2 separate regions of the Sus scrofa genome follow, and region 2 is linked to region 1. A link is a contact called in public HiChIP or PLAC-seq data. All regions are on one chromosome and are shown on one strand. Each heading gives the region's core, a stretch centred on a gene start, on an enhancer-like site or on the middle of the called end of the contact. The rest is flanking DNA. Distances are from core to core; before and after follow the strand shown. Region 1 has its middle 44 kb from the start of ADIPOR2. Region 2 overlaps ADIPOR2 (adiponectin receptor 2).

Region 1 (7,553 bases), core at 3,569-6,068:
AAACAAAAAAAATCTGGAGGGAGGTGGAGGGGCACTGGAGGCATGGAATATGTTAAAAAAAAAAAAAAAAAGTAGAAAGTTTCCTGTTGCCTTAGTGGGTTAAGGATCTGACATTGTCACTGCTGTGGCTCTGGTTATTGCAGTGGCTCAGGTTCGCTCCCTGGCCTGGGAACTTCCGAATGCTGGGGGCATAGCCAAAAAAAAAAAAAAAAAAGAAAAAGAAAAGAGAATGCCCCTGGGAACTTCCGCATGCTGCGAGTGTGGCCAAAAAAAGTAAAAGTAATTCTCACCACTTGTGACAGACACTGTAGACATGGATTATCTGTCTTTATTGGAAACCCCTGCCCTCTGGTTGGAGGACAAGCTTCATGGCTCTGGAGGGAATGCTGGGGGCTGAGAAGGACCCTGAGCCATGGCTGCCAGTGTTGTCGTGAGTCCTCTGTTACGTAAGAGTCTGCTCTGTCATTATACCCAAACAGTAAGCAAAGAAGCTTTAATTCCTGATTTTACATAAGAACTCTGGGCAATTTGCCCCTAAGTAGGAAGGTCTGGTCCAGGGATGAGGGTCCGACATTAGCGACGAGGAAGACGCCCTCACACAGTAGAGTCTCTGGCTGGTGTGAGCATTGAGCATGTGCCCTGTGATTGTCCACACTGCTTCCTCCTCTGCTGCCTGCCTTTTGGTCTTTTAGTCCATTTGCAACTCTGCCCCCGGTGGCACACTAGAACCAAATCAGTTAATTTGGGCTTCCTAAGCACTTTTGATAAATAACAGTGGGAGAAGGGGTGGCTAAAATGAGGTTTTAAAATTACTATGAATTTAATATACTCATGTGTATTTCTACTGCTCCCCAGGATGACTGGAAATAGCCTGAAAAGCAGTCACAGCCGAAGCAAGTAGGAAACTGCTGTCTGGGAGTTTGCCCAAGTATGGTGCCTGCCTGCAAACCGTAGAAGGACCTGCTGCAGCTGCTCCAAGTTGTAAAAGAAAAGATACCAGAGAGGAGTTCCTGTCATGGATCAGTGGTTAACGAATCCGACTAGGAACCATGTGGTTGTGGGTTCAATCCCTGCCTTGCTCAGTGGGTTAAGGATCCGGCGTTGCCGTGAGCTGTGGTGGAGGTCACAGACGAGGCTTGGATCCCGAGTTGCTGTGGCTGTGGTGGAGGCTGGCAACTGTAGCTCCGGCTATACCTCTAGCCTGGGAACTTCCATACGCCGCAGGTACGGCCCTATAAAAGACACCAGAGAAAGGGGAACTGTTTAAGCAACTTTATTTTAAAGCCAAAAGGATGTAGATTGTTTCTAGGGGCCCCAGGCCCTCTAATATGCTTTCTGGGACTGGGGGCTCTGGTTTTTTTTTTTTTTTTTTGGTCTTTTTTTTGTTGTTGTTGTTGCTATTTCTTGCGCCGCTCCCTCGGCATATGGAGGTTCCCAGGCTAGGGATCGAATCGGAGCTGTAGCCCCCGGCCTACGCCAGAGCCACAGCAACAGGGATCTGAGCTGCATCTGCAACCTACACCACAGCTCACGGCAACGCCGGATCGTTAACCCACTGAGCAAGGGCAGGACCGAACCCGCAACCTCATGGTTCCTAGTCGGATTCGTTAACCACTGCGCCACGACGGGAACTCTGCTCTGTTCTGCCTATTAGAACAACCAACTCCTTTGCAAGTCCCTGATTTGAAATTGTCTTCTCCCATAGGTTTGCTGGATTCCCAGAGGCCATTTAATTTTTTTAAAGAATTTTTTTTTATTTTAAAAGTTTATTTATTTATTTATTTTTGCTTTTTAGGGCCGCACCTGCAGCATATGGAGGTTCCCAGGCTAGGGGTCCAATTGGAGCTGTAGCCACTGGGCTATGCCACAGCCACAGCAACTCAGGATCCAAGCTGTGTTTTCGACCTACACCACAGCTCACGGCAACGCCAGATCCTTAACCCACTGAGCAAGGCCAGGGATCGAACCCGCAACCTCATGGTTCCTAGTCGGATTTGTTTCCGCTACGCCACAATGGGAACTCCTAAAGTTTAATTTTTTATTTTATATTGAAGTATAGTTGATTTATAACATTGTGTTAATTTCAGGTGTACAGCAAGGTAATCAGTTATAAACTCATTCTTTTTCATATTCTTTACCCATATCAGTTACTACAGAATATGGAGTAGAGTTCCCTGTGCTATATAGTAGGTCCTTGCTGTTTGTCTGTCTTATATATGATAGTGCGTATCTGTTAATCACACATTCCTAATTTATCCCCCCTCCACCTCTCCCCTTTGATAACCATAAGTTGTTTTTCTTTTTTTCTTTTTTTTTTGGCCATGCCCTGGGCATGTGGAAATTCCTTGACCAGGGATGGAACCTGTGCCACTGCAGTGACCTGAGCCACAGTAGTGACAACGCTGGATCCCAGTTCTGCAAGGTCTGAGTCCTTTGCCAAAAAGAAATATCCGAGTAGGACAAGGACTGCAAGATGTTCCTGTAAATGTCCCACGACCTCTGGAGCAGTGGCAGCACGTGTTTGAGACTTTATAAATGGCCAGCGTGATTTTTGTCCCTTCTGATTTGAGAGCATGGATTGTCCAGCCTGGGAATCTTAGACTGTGGACGGAAAGGGCATTCAGGGAGTGGGATGTGAGTCCATTCGCAGGTGTAAGGTGCTTTGTTTCTTCATGTTTCATTTCCTGACACAGCCAACCCCTCTCCCAGCCTGGCTGGGACCAGGCTCCCGCAGAGCCGGTTCTGGGCTGCGCTGCGCTCCTGTGAGGCCACATGGTGTCACTGTTTCATCAGCTGCAGCTGAGGGTCTGCGACTCCCACCTTGGTTCAAAAAGTTGGGCATGCGGGAGTTCCCATCGTGGCTCAGCGGGTTAAGAACCTGACTAGCATCCATGGGTTCGATCCCTAGCCTCTCTCAGAGTTAGGGATCTGATGTTGCCGTGACCTGTAGGTCACAGATATGAGGCTTGGATCCCACCTGCCTGTGGTGTAGGCCGGCAGTTACAGCTCCAATTTGATTCCTCCATATGCTGCAGGTGTGGCCCTAAAAAGAGAAAAAAAAGAAAAAAAAGGGTATATGGTCCTTGCAGGCAGCCCAGTGGAGCTTCAGATTTTTCCTCTGGACCAATTTGGGAAGAATTAGATCAGCCTCAGTGTTGTTTTAATTTTTTTGGCCCCACCAGCAGCCTGAGGAAATCCTGGGCCAGGGATTGAACCCTTGCCACAGCACCCACCTGTGCCTGATCCCCAACCTATTGAGCCACACGGAAACTCCTGTTTTACTTATTTTTTTAAAGGTTGAGTGTGGAATAAAGATGAGGGGAGTGCCTAGTCTGGCCAGCATGCCAGATGTGGGTGACAACAGTGGAGCTCAGGCCGGGAAGTGGCATGGGTTAGCCCTTGCTCTTAAGTAGCCGAATTCTCTGCATGTTTGAAGGTCATCACTGCCGAGGTGGGAATAACTCTAGCTACCATGTGGAGGCCTTACTGTACCAGCTGCTTTGCATGTATTGTATATAATTCTCTCAGTACCTCTGCAAGGTAGGCATTACCATCCACAAGTTACAGGTGGGAAAACAAGATTCAGAGAGGTCGAGTAACATCCTCTGACTCACACAGCTGCTAATTGACGCTGACCGACTCCAAGCTCCTTCTGGTTCCTCAGCGGATGTCTGGGTAATCACAGGATGTAGTCACCTGCAACAGAGGTGTGTGTTTCCTTGTGAGCCTCAGGTGTGTACAGTAATCTTCCCCCATCTTGCCACTGTGAATTTGAACAAGAAGGGTGAGTCAGGAAACTTCTGATAGGGGCATACAGCTGAAGGAACTTGGCCGTCCTGAATCTAAGGTGAGAGATCAAGGCGTGCAGAGCCAAGGACACAGATTTGCACAGAGTGAAGAAAGGGCATCTGGTGTACATGTTGAAACAGAGAGGGGATGGGGAAGCCTTGAGTCGGGCGCTGTGAGGCCGGGATGGCAGAACTAGCTCCGTAATTCTCAGCCTGTGTGAATTACAGAGAGAGGCCCCATGGTGGGTTCATTTTACATAAAACGGTTGGGTTCCTTTTGCTTGTTTGTTTTGTTTTTGATTATCTGAAAATTTTAATTTGTTCTGGCAATGTAACTAACACAGCATAAGGAGTTAAGCCCTCGGGCCAGGCAGGACCGTGGCCCCTGGAGGGTGGGGGGTGGCAGGAGGAGGGAGAGGCCTGAACTGAGGTAACCCAGGGAAGGTTGTAGGGGTGGGAGCCAGGAGATGGGTTGGGAGGTTGCCTGCCCAGCCTTAACCCACTGCATAGAAAGTAAAAGAGGAGTCCCTTTTGTGGCCTAGCGGAAATGAACCTGACTAGTATCCATGAGGATGCGGGTTCGATCCCTGCCTTTGATCAGTGGGTTAAGGACCCAGCATTGCCATGAGCTGTGGAGTAGGTTGCAGACTTGGCTTGGATCCGGTGTTGCTGTACCTGTGGCCAAAAAACAAAAAAAGAAAGAAAAGAAAAAATGGAGGGAGTTCCCTGGTGGCCTAGTGGTTAAAGGACCCGGTATTGTTACTGCTGTGGCGTGGGTGTGATCCCTGCCCTGGAAACTTCCGCATGCTTTGGGTGCAGCCAAGAAAATAAAAAGCACCCTTCCCTTCAGTCACCAGGGAGAGGCCTGAGGGAAGGGGACAGGTTGCTGACTGCTTGTCCCTCTGTGAACACACAGGATCTGAGTTCAGAAGACAAGAATTCAGCTGGTGGGAGAATGAGGGTGGGGAGAGGAGGTCACCCATCTCCTGGGTCCATGAATGGGACCCTGGCCTTGGACATCAGCCCCAGGGCCAGAGTGTGTCTCTTCTGTAGATGTCGCCCCAGCTCCCAGGACCGGAATGTCAGCTTTCCTGCCCTCCAGTCTGTCTTGACTGCTGGATCCCCTTGTGTCCGCAAAGCCTCAAAGCAGTAAGGCCACCAGTCTGTACCAGGAGGGCGGGACTGTGTCCTCAGGGGGGCCCAAGGCCACAGCAGAGAACACCTTCCTCCCTTGGCTCAGCCCAGCCTGGTGCCGGGACGTGCTGGTGGCCCTGCTCACAGAGGGGCTGCGGTGGTAGGGAAGGGTCCCAGGACCTCAGCTTGCAAACTGGAAGGTGTTTCCTGAGAGGCAGGTCTCTACTCAGGGTGGGGTTTCTGTTGGTCCTTTTGGGCTGCCCTGAATAGTATGGATTACGCATACTCTAGTTTATCTGGGAAAATGCCTTCCAGTTCTAAACAAAGTATTTAGGAATTCTTTCTGAGAACAATGCCCATTCATAAGATGGGGACATTGTGTTCTGGTGACTCTCGGCTGGAAGAGGGAGGTGACTGGGGTGTCACCCCTACAAAGCTGGCTGTGCTTAGAAACCCAAGTCCCAGTGTTTGCTCAAAATATGAGCATGCAGGGTGACTGGTCCGAAGAACCTGCCCTGCGTGACAGTCACATGTCCTGCCCATGTGCCATGTCCTTCACTCTGAGCTAAACAATCTTGGGAAACTGTGTCCTCTGCAAAGTTCACTGTACACAACTTCAGACACTGTCCAGGCCAGAAAGGCTAAGAAAAATCTTCTCTCTCAGAACACCTACTGTTTCTGCTTATCTTTTAACAAAAGAGGGGCAAGGAAATTGTTTGGAAATCTGAACACTGAGGTGTTTTTTTTGTTTTGTTTTGTTTTTTGTATTTTTTCATGTAAAGAAGTGGGTTCTTTCTTTCTTTCTTTCTTTCTTTCTTTCTTTCTCTCTTTTTCATTTTTGAAATGTAATTGACACACAGTGCTCTGTAAGTTTTAGGGCAACGGCATGGCGACCTGTCTCGCACATATTGTGAGATGATGACCACAGTGAGTTTAGTTAAATCCATCACCCTATAGAGATTTAAAAGATTTTCCTCCTTGTGAAGGGAACACTTAGAACCTACTCTCTCTCTCTTTTTGGCCAGGCCCCACAGCATGTGGAAGTCCTCAGGCTGGGGATCACTGCACCACAGCATCAACTCAAGCCACAGCAGTGACAATGCTGGATCCTTAACTCACCGAGCCACCAGAAAACTCCTAGGATCTACTCTCTTAGCAACTTTCAAATACTCCATATGGCATCAAGTTCACTTCATTTTTGTTTCTTCTCTTTCCCTTTTACTGTGAGAAGCCTAACTCCCATGGGAGTATTTTAAGGAGCTAAAAAGAATGAGAAAGAAGTGAAAAGTCACCACGGCCCTAGCTCCCCTGTGCCAGCACCCCCTGCAATGGCCTTAGGGTTAGGTCAGACCAGGGCCCAAGTGGTCTCAGCAGCCCAGGTTGTGCTGGGCACCCCAAGGTTGTAAGAGGTCACAACAGTAGTGCCAGTACTTGGTGCAATTTTAGGACAGCCTATAAATACACACCAGGGCAAAGTGAATTCCAGGCCACCCAGAACGTTTGGTTGTGCTGAACCTCCATGGTTCACCTGGATTAACTCTGAGTGACCTCCAGCTGTTGATCTGACCCTAAACCCAGAAACATGAGGTATAATTGGGGTTACAATGATAGCAGATTAATTCTGGCATTTAGAGGAAACTGGAAGATAGGAGAGAAAGAGAAAGAAGCAAAAGCGATGAGTATCATCACTTTTTTTGGGGGGCCGCACCCTTGGCATATGGACATTCCCAGGCTAGGGGTGGAATCAGAGCTACAGTTGCTGGCCTACACCACAGCCACAGCAACACGGGATCTGAGCCGCATCTGTCCTATACCACAGCTCATGGCAACTCCAGATCCTGACCCACAGAGAGAGGCCAGGGATTGAACCCACATCCTCATGGATACTAGCCAGATTAGTTTCTGCTGTGCCACAGTGGGAACTCCCAGTATCACACTTTAAAGCCCTACTAAAGATGCACAGGAGAGTTCCCGTCGTGGTTCAGTGGTTAACGAATCTGACTAGGAACCATGAGGTTGCGGGTTCGATCCCTGGCCTTGCTCAGTGGGTTAAGGATCTGGTGTTGCCATGAGCTGGGGTGTAGGTCGAAGATGTGGCTTGGATCCCATGTTGCTGTGGCTGTGGTGTAGGCTGGCAGCTGTAGCTCCTATTTGACCCCTAGCCTTGGAACTTCCACATGCCTTGGGAGTGGCCCTAGAAAGCAAAAAATCACACAAAATGATACTGTGTGTTTTTCACAGATATACATATGTATGTATGTGAAAGTAACAAAATTACTGAAAGGATTAGCAAATTCTTGACAGTGCTCAGCTCTGGGGAGGGGAGGTGGGGTACAGGATTGCCTGTGAAGGTCACAGAAAATTTCAACTTTATCTGTAACATTTCTTTTTTTGTGGGGGAAAAATATAGCTAGTTTTTAATCAGCTCTGAGTGGCGGGAACTTTTCATATTACAGTCTTACTTTTCTGTATTTTTTTCAAAAAACATGGTTCAGATCAGTGGGTATGAGATGAAATCTTTTGCGTAAAAAGGCAGCCATGTGCTTATTATCTGTGAACCGTCTCTGGAAAGAAGGCCACTGGGGAGGGGACCAGGAAGTAAAGTCAAGATAGGAGGCTTATCTTCAGTGC
Region 2 (7,553 bases), core at 2,353-4,852, 64 kb after region 1:
ACCCCTCAGTATCGGGGAGTAAGAGCAGGTAAGAGCGTGGGGAGGTGCTGTCCTGGACACTCATTCATGGGCCAGAAGCCATGTGTTTCCCTGGAGGAGGGACGGGCCTTGGCCTGCACTGCCCTGTGTTCTTTCTCTGCATTCCCTCACTCCTCCAGTCGGTAACTGTTTGAATCTGCCTTTTGGACCTCAGGGAAGGTCCAGGAGGCTGAAACCTTTTCTCTACAAACAAGAAATGGGGGACATGGTACGGCTTTCCTGCCTGGGAGGGACCCCACAGGGTCCTACTACAGGTGTCAATCCCCTTTCTGTTTGATGGCCCTCAGTCTTGAGGCGAACAGGTCTTGGATGGGAAAATTACTCTGTAGACAGAAGCTCCATCGTACACGCTGCAGGGGAGCTGGGTCTCACCAGCTGTGCTCAGCCAGGGTTGTCTGCGGGGCATGTGACCTGGGAATGTCTTTGCTGATTGGAGCAAGTGGAGCCGCAAGGGCTGCTCTGTACCCATCAGAACCACGTTCCTGAGCCTTTGGCTTTGACCACTAGCAGCCTCTGCTTAGCCCAGGGAAGAAAAGAGCAGTGAGAGAACAGGACTGCGGAAGCTTTCTGTCAGGAGAAGGGGAGGTGGGAAAGGTAGTCACCGCTTTGGCTCTCTTGTTCGTGTGTCTCTGAGGCAGCACTGCCTCTGCTCTGCCCTCCTGGACACCTCTCTCATTCCCAAGTGTGCAAGGGGTACGGTTGCACGGTAGTGCTTATTGTAATGTCCAAAGCAAGAAATAGACTCTGTGTCTTTTGAGGAAGCCTACCAAGTGACAGTTTGTTTTGCAAAGGTCATTATTAACTGTGTGTCAAAATGCGGGAGCAGTTACTGGCTGCTGTGAGGCCTTCCTGTGTGCTTTGTTGATGCAGATTTCAAAATAGTTTTAGATCCAAGTTACCTTTAAACCTTTTTGATCATGACATTTTCTATTATAACCTTAAAAACATGTATGTAATACATAAATTCACTGTATAAAACTTGGAAAAACTGATACCTAACCCTCCACCTGACAGTCTGATTTTTTTTTTTTTTTTTGCTTTTTAGGGCTGCTCCCTGGGCATATGGAGGTTCCCAGGCTAGGGGTTGGATCGGAGCTGCAGCTGCCGGCCTACACCACAGCCATAGCAACGCAGGATCCGAGCTGCATCTGTGACACTGGATTCTTAATCCACTGAGGCCAGGGATTGAGCCTGCAACCTCATGGATGCTAGTCAGGTTCACTTCCACTGAGCCACGACGGAAACTCCTTGATATTTTTTTTAGTCTAGTTCATTTAAAAAGTTGCTGATCCGATTCAGTTTATCTTGTAATCTAGGTCATATCCAGAAGTTTGAAAGCCTCTGACTTTGATGGCAGTCTGGCTGTGGTGGAGCCAGGCTGATAGATTTCTGTACCTGACTGGTACCCTGGGGCCTGGGCTGTCCAGGGCACCTTTCTCATCGCTTCTCCCACCCTCCACCCTGGGACTTTAAGAAAGATAAATGTGTAAAACTGCTCTCTACCCTAATCTGTGTGTTTAAAGAAGCAGCATTTAGCACTGCTTTAAGCCAACTCCCCGAGCTGTCTGTTCCTGGAACACTGAGCACCCTAATTCCAAACCCCTGGAGACGACTGACTTGTTAAGATGAGCCTTTGTCAGCAGGAGGCTCTTTGCGATTGTAAATAGACTCTTGTCTAGAACTTGGCTGTGCTGTCTTGCGTGGCAGAACCCCAGACAGAGCTTGAAGAGCCCTTTTTCCTTTCAAACAAGAGGCTAATGTTGCATCCTGCTTAGGGATATTCAGCTTACGGAATCACAGGTACTGCGATTGCCCAAGTTGTTCTTCCTTGTTTCTCTTCTGCATTTTTACTGTTCTTTTCTTGACCCCTAGGAGTGTTTTTGGGCCTGGGCCTGAGTGGAATCATTCCTACCCTGCACTATGTCATCTCAGAGGGGTTCCTGAAAGCTGCCACCATAGGGCAGATTGGCTGGTTGATGCTCATGGCCAGCCTCTACATCACAGGCGCTGCCCTCTATGCTGCTCGCATCCCTGAACGCTTCTTTCCCGGCAAGTGTGACATCTGGGTAAGTGTGGTCACGGGCTTAGTGTGTATTCGTCCATCTGTTGGTGGGTTGTTGGCAGACTGGGAAGTGAAATAGTTGAAAAAGTTTTAGACACAAAATCCAGAGATCTGTATTCTAGCCCTCAGCTTTCCCTCCTTAGCTGTGTCTCTTTGGGCAATAAGTGCAATAATAACTAACATTTATTGGCGCCTGGCACGGTACTGAGGGAGTACTTTACATGGATGGTCTCTTTAAATACATTGGCCTTGTAAAGTGTAGCAGCTGTTAACAGTGTTCTTATTTCAGAGATACGGAAATGAGGTTCAGGGAGATTAGGTAACTACTTATCCAGCATCCCTGGCTATTAAGTGGCAGGCGTGGAATTTCTGTCTGCTGCTGTGCACTATCCCGCAAGTCTTCTTTGTCTGGTTTCCTGGTGTATGGGAGGAGGGTGATAGGCCAGATTTTTACTGAGGTCCTTTTTGATACCAAAATTCAGCGACTTGTAACAAAAGACTGGTATCTGTGTTTGGTTGGAAGAGGAGATGGGATAACTACAGTTGTTAAGAGAGGGGGAAAAAAAGTACAGGGCCCAGGAGACAGAACATCTTGTAACTAAAGATGGCCTGAGATATTTTCAACAGTACAGTGGTGTTTGATAGGGAATTTGGCCTTCCAGAATTCTGTTCCTCAGCCAGTTACTGATTATATAGACTGAGCTGATCTTCTAGTCTCTTCAGAGATTTAGTTTAGCTACTCTTTAAAAAGAGAGAAAATCCTAATTCATCTTTTGAAGTTCAGATGATCAGATATATCTTTCTGAGATCACCTCATCATAGTTTTGATGTTGATAATGGAGAAATTTTACCACCCTCCCCCCTTTTCTGCAAATGAATCCCCATTGCTTTTATAGGAAGCATCTCTTCTAAAATCAGTGTCTGTCCCTTGATAATTAGTTTTGCCATTGTACTTTTTCATTTGGAGACTAAAATGAGAGAATAGTGTTTTTTTGTTATATTGTTGTTTTGGCCGCGCCTGTGGCATGTGGAAGTTCCTGGGTGAGAATAGTGTGATTCTGCAAGTGATATTTGGTGCACTGAGCAAATACCATATCCCCTTTTAAGGTGTGTACTAGCCTAGTCCTCAACAGAACAGGTTAAATCAGACCTGTCACATGCTTGTAGAAGCTTCTGGCTTGAGAAGGAAGTAAAAGGGCTTGTATTCCTAGTCTTTTGAAGTCACATCTCATACATGTAATTTTAGCATCTTTGAGCTGAAGTCTGGCTGCCTGATGGTTGACTGTGCCCCATCCTGGAAGTCCCTCCGTTTTCCTAGAGCAGCTTTTAAATGACCAGGGCCCTAGTGCTGAGCCCATGAATACCGAGGAAAACACCCCTGAGTCTGCCCCAAGTCTGCCAAGTCCTCCAGTGTCAAGTGTGTACGTGAGCTTAGGGCCACAGCTTGACTTCTGTGGGCACAGCTGGCCTCGGCCTCAGCAGAAAGTGATACGCTTAATGGATCTTCCCGGAGCTTCAGTGCCTCCAACTCGAGTTCTGTCACGTCCATCCATCCTCGCTCTCCCTGCTCAGTATACACGATCTTAAAATCTTCGGCCAATTTTTAATAATGTCGTCTCCCCCTGCCCCGCTGCTCTCCAGTTTCACTCTCATCAGCTGTTTCACATCTTCGTGGTGGCTGGCGCTTTCGTTCACTTCCATGGCGTCTCGAACCTCCAGGAGTTTCGCTTCATGATCGGCGGAGGCTGCAGTGAAGAGGAGGCACTGTGACACCTGCCAGGAGCCGGGACTATGACCCCGACCGGGGCCTGCGGCACCTGCAGGCCTCCCTCGCTGGCCCTCGATGCCAGGACCAGAGGAGCCCCAAATGCGGCAGCCTCAGGGGCCTTGTGACGCCCCAGGGCTCCATGCGGTCCATGACTGGGAAGAGAAAACAAATAAATCACACCTCAAAGGGTGGGGAAGAGGAAAGACGCCCGAACCCTGACTTGTTCTTGGCGCTGCTGGCTGAGGGCTCCATGAGACCCCAGGCAAACTGGCTTCTGATCGGTATCCTGCTCATTTCTAGACGTGGGGACAGTGTAGTTGGAGGTTCCTTCTCCCTTCCTCTCCTTCAAACAATAATACAGACCAATTTCGGTGAACATTTATATTCTATTAAGGGGTGAGAGTGTACTTTTAGATGCTCTTTTGGGAGAACAAAGAAATTAATGTAAATAAGATTTCTAACTTACTGTTTAAATACAAATTTATATAAATGTTTAAAACATAGGGGTAGGGGAGGGAGGGAGAATTTTTGTATAGAACGAAACATGCAAGTACCACACACTGTTTCAATTTTGCACAAGTGACTAGGATGATCAGGTGACAGCCCTGGAATGTATAATGCCTTGTGCACCCAGGTGCCTTCGGAAGGCTGGCACACCTTGGGCCCTGGTGGGGCAGAGCGTCCAGCCCAGCAATCACGTGGCCACTCTTACGCCTGAGTGCCCTTGTGGCCCCGAGGTGGAAGGAAGTGCATGTATGTTCCCGGTGGAAATAGCACGTGAAAGGCTATCAGGATGTGTTAGATCAAGGCTCTAGTGATGGTATTGTTTGCGAGACTGACTTGTCTACTCTTGACAGTGGCCCTTTCTAAGGAGCAGAGCCATCTACTTGGCAGAGGGGTTGGAGAGGGGAGACTCTTAGTATCAGACCTCATTCCTTCCTGGCATCCCCTTCAGCTTACTGGTTGCGAGGGGACAGTTCTCTGTATTTTTGCTACGGAGCTCTGGAAATCCCTGTGAGTTTCGCTCTGTTAAAAGCACTGCCCTGAGGTAGTCTTCCTCCTGCTGGGAATGAAGATCGACCTTTCCCTGGCATCATAGTTCTTGGCGTGGAGCCAGCCACAAAAGAGGTTCTTTTGGGTCCAGGTGCCTCCTGACTCATTTCCATGGGCTTCCTTTGCATCAGGCAAGTTTCATCTGTGTTAACTGTCCTGGTAAACCTAGGTGACAGACGGAAACAAAGCCAGTGGAATGCTTACAAGGCATTGCTATTACCTACCCACCACAGAGTTACCAGCATTCCCAGGACCCCCCTTTTTAGGGATAGTGTGGTGGGAAGTTTTAAAAGGAAATGCGGTATGTTATTGCCAGGGAGTCTGGTAGAATCCCTAAAGATGTCTTTGAAGGGATTCTTGGAGTGGAAAAAGGCTGCTTCTGTCCCAGAGGTGGCCCCTGTGATGTCAGTGTGGAGTGTTTCCTTGGTTCTGTTTCTCCTTTCTCGTCCCCTCCCATCTCCAGCAAGTGGGAGCCAGGAAGGAAGACTCCACCGTGGACCTTGGGGAGAACTTGAGTGTTGTGGTTCTGAGCAAGGTCACTGCCCTGGGTCCTGGGTAGACCCAGTGAACGACTTGAGCTGCTGCCGTGCCCAGCAGGACAAGGAACAGTATTACTTCCCTGGGGCAGCCCGCCCGGCTGGGCCATGGCCTCTGGAGGGAACATCCTCCGTTTTATGGGAGCAGCAACACATATCAGAAGCCAGGCTTGCTCTGTGGTCATGCCCTGGGGAGTCAGAGGGCCCAAGGCAGCCCTGTGCCACCAGTGGCAGTAGCAGTCTGGGCCCTTGTTGCCCCACACCCCAACGGAGCTGGCCTGGTTCAACATAGCACAAACCCTTAGGAGAAAAGGAATAAATGCCACCGACGCGCCCCCTGACCTCGGGGTGGGGGGCCCACTTCCGTGTATGTCTGCGCGCAGCCCGTTCCCCACCTCCGCGGTCTTACCAGCTCGCTGAGAACCCTCACAGGTTGGCGCCTGGATGCCTTACTCTCAGCAGTCAGGGGCTCGCTTGCTCTGCAGATTTTTAATTTCCTTTGGGCCCTGGGCTGGTTAGGACCTCTACAGCTTCATCCTCTCACCATTAAATAGTGGCCTTTTCAGTATTGTCCCCCTTCCCCTTTATAAATTGCTGAAGCCACAAAGCACACTTTGGGGATCATAGGTTGGGGTTCCGGAGAGGCATTTGTGTGGTGGTTCCCTTCCCCATGGGATTTCCCTACTTGCTGTGTTCTCAACTTCTAATAAAAAGAACCAAATGGAACATGAACTTTTCTTGGGGGTTTCTGTTTTTACACTGCCTTAACGCCATAGCTTTTGGTACTTCTTGCTTAAAGCTGCAATTTAGACACTGAAGCTTAAAATTTTGGAAACTTCCCTTGAGTGCTGGAGCCCAGACTGAAAAAGCTCTCCAGGAACTGACTGTTCAAGTTAAGTAAGATCTTGTGGAATTATTCATAGTATTTTTTGGCCACCAGAGAGGTTTTCTATACTAAATAGACTAGCCTAGGACATTTAGGGGGTGTGTACTCAGAGGGCTACCAGTGTTTTGAAAGCTCTCTTGCTCTTGGTCATGCAAAGGAAGAGGGATTTCAGGAATTTCTCCCCCAGTATCTTGTCATTGACTGAATGCCTGAATGCCTTAGGTTTTTTTAACCTGTCTCTGAAATCAAGGTGACAGGACTTTAGCTTGAGCCAGGCTGCCACCTGCTGTCCTTTGGTGGTGGTAAAACTACCAAAGTAGAGAGAAGGACAGTGCTGACCTCTGAAGGCCAGACTCCAGAATGTTCTGTTAACCCAGGTGAGTAGCAAGCTTGGTTTATGAGAAACGGTCTTTGCTTCCCTTGGTTCTGAAAGGGAGCGCCAAGCCTTAGAACCCACTTCCGGCCACGCAGAGACCCAGACCCTGCTCTCCCTTCCCAGTGGACTCTGGAATGTTCCCCAGAGTTCCAGACCCCGGGACAGAGTCGGGTAGTCTCTTGCCTACCAGCAGCCAGAGAAAGATCACCTGCCGGTGGGACCTGGCATCCTGGGACCTGGAGTTGGCCCTCAGGAGCCCCCTGACCATGTCAACCATGAGGGACACTCTCCTGCACCTCTGCTTGGCTGCAGTGTTGGCTGCCACCTCCCCTGAATTTGCATCCTCTTCCGCCAAAGCAGCTTGTATCTCACCCTATTGGCTCTTTCTTAGAGATGCAGACATTCTTTAATTAGAGCTTTGCAAGACATTTTTAGAATTTTTAAAAAAACATCAACGGTTTGTGAACATCACATGCAGCCACGTTAATGTAAAGGACCCTGCCTTTCCTCTGTCTCTCTCCCTGTCTGTCTCGCATACACATGCAGGTAGTTGACGTGCAGCGGGGAGACTGAGCAGCCCTGCCGTGCACTCACCCCGGGGCGGCTGCATTTCTGGTGGGCGCATTCCTGCTCTCTTCTCCTTTCTGCTGTTGGCCTCATTCTCCTCCTTTTTCTCAGTACCTCTAAGTCCTTGGATTCCACTGAAGACCACCTGGATTCCTGAGAAACAGCCGAGCCTCTCCGGAGTCTAGCTGGAAATAAATTCTGTCGTGGTCCCCACCGAGTTCATGGACTCCCAAAGAGGGGGACGGAAAGGAGGATGCACATTGGGA

Evidence for each region. HiChIP or PLAC-seq counts read pairs in DNA pulled down with a chosen protein or histone mark.
Region 2: a contact with region 1 is called in an H3K27ac HiChIP or PLAC-seq map of skeletal muscle. The contact joins two enhancer-like sites. A contact is called at or near these places in 1 of 5 promoter capture datasets (liver), 16 of 47 Hi-C or Micro-C datasets (adipocytes, embryonic fibroblasts, epiblast stem cells and 7 more) and 2 of 2 datasets of contacts at active chromatin or transcription factors (alveolar macrophages and skeletal muscle).

Annotation. Positions count from the first base shown.
Region 1 is chr5:68,735,378-68,742,930 of Sscrofa11.1, forward strand. No RefSeq gene overlaps it. Among named protein-coding and RNA genes, the nearest start is that of ADIPOR2, 44 kb to the right of the region's middle. Within about 2 kb of position 4,819, at least 21 of the 83 cell types and tissues checked have an H3K27ac peak or open chromatin away from gene starts, as enhancers often do. A contact at or near this core is called in skeletal muscle, where this site is marked.
Region 2 is chr5:68,801,064-68,808,616 of Sscrofa11.1, forward strand. ADIPOR2 (adiponectin receptor 2) reads left to right here. Exons shown (of 7, transcript NM_001007192.1): 5 at 1-28; 6 at 1,912-2,105; 7 at 3,743-3,871. The coding sequence ends at 3,871. It overlaps CACNA2D4 (voltage-dependent calcium channel subunit alpha-2/delta-4), which reads right to left. Exons shown (of 36, transcript XM_021092500.1): 36 at 4,029-7,553. Among named protein-coding and RNA genes, the nearest start is that of LRTM2, 17 kb to the right of the region's middle. Within about 2 kb of position 3,603, at least 4 of the 83 cell types and tissues checked have an H3K27ac peak or open chromatin away from gene starts, as enhancers often do. A contact at or near this core is called in skeletal muscle, where this site is marked.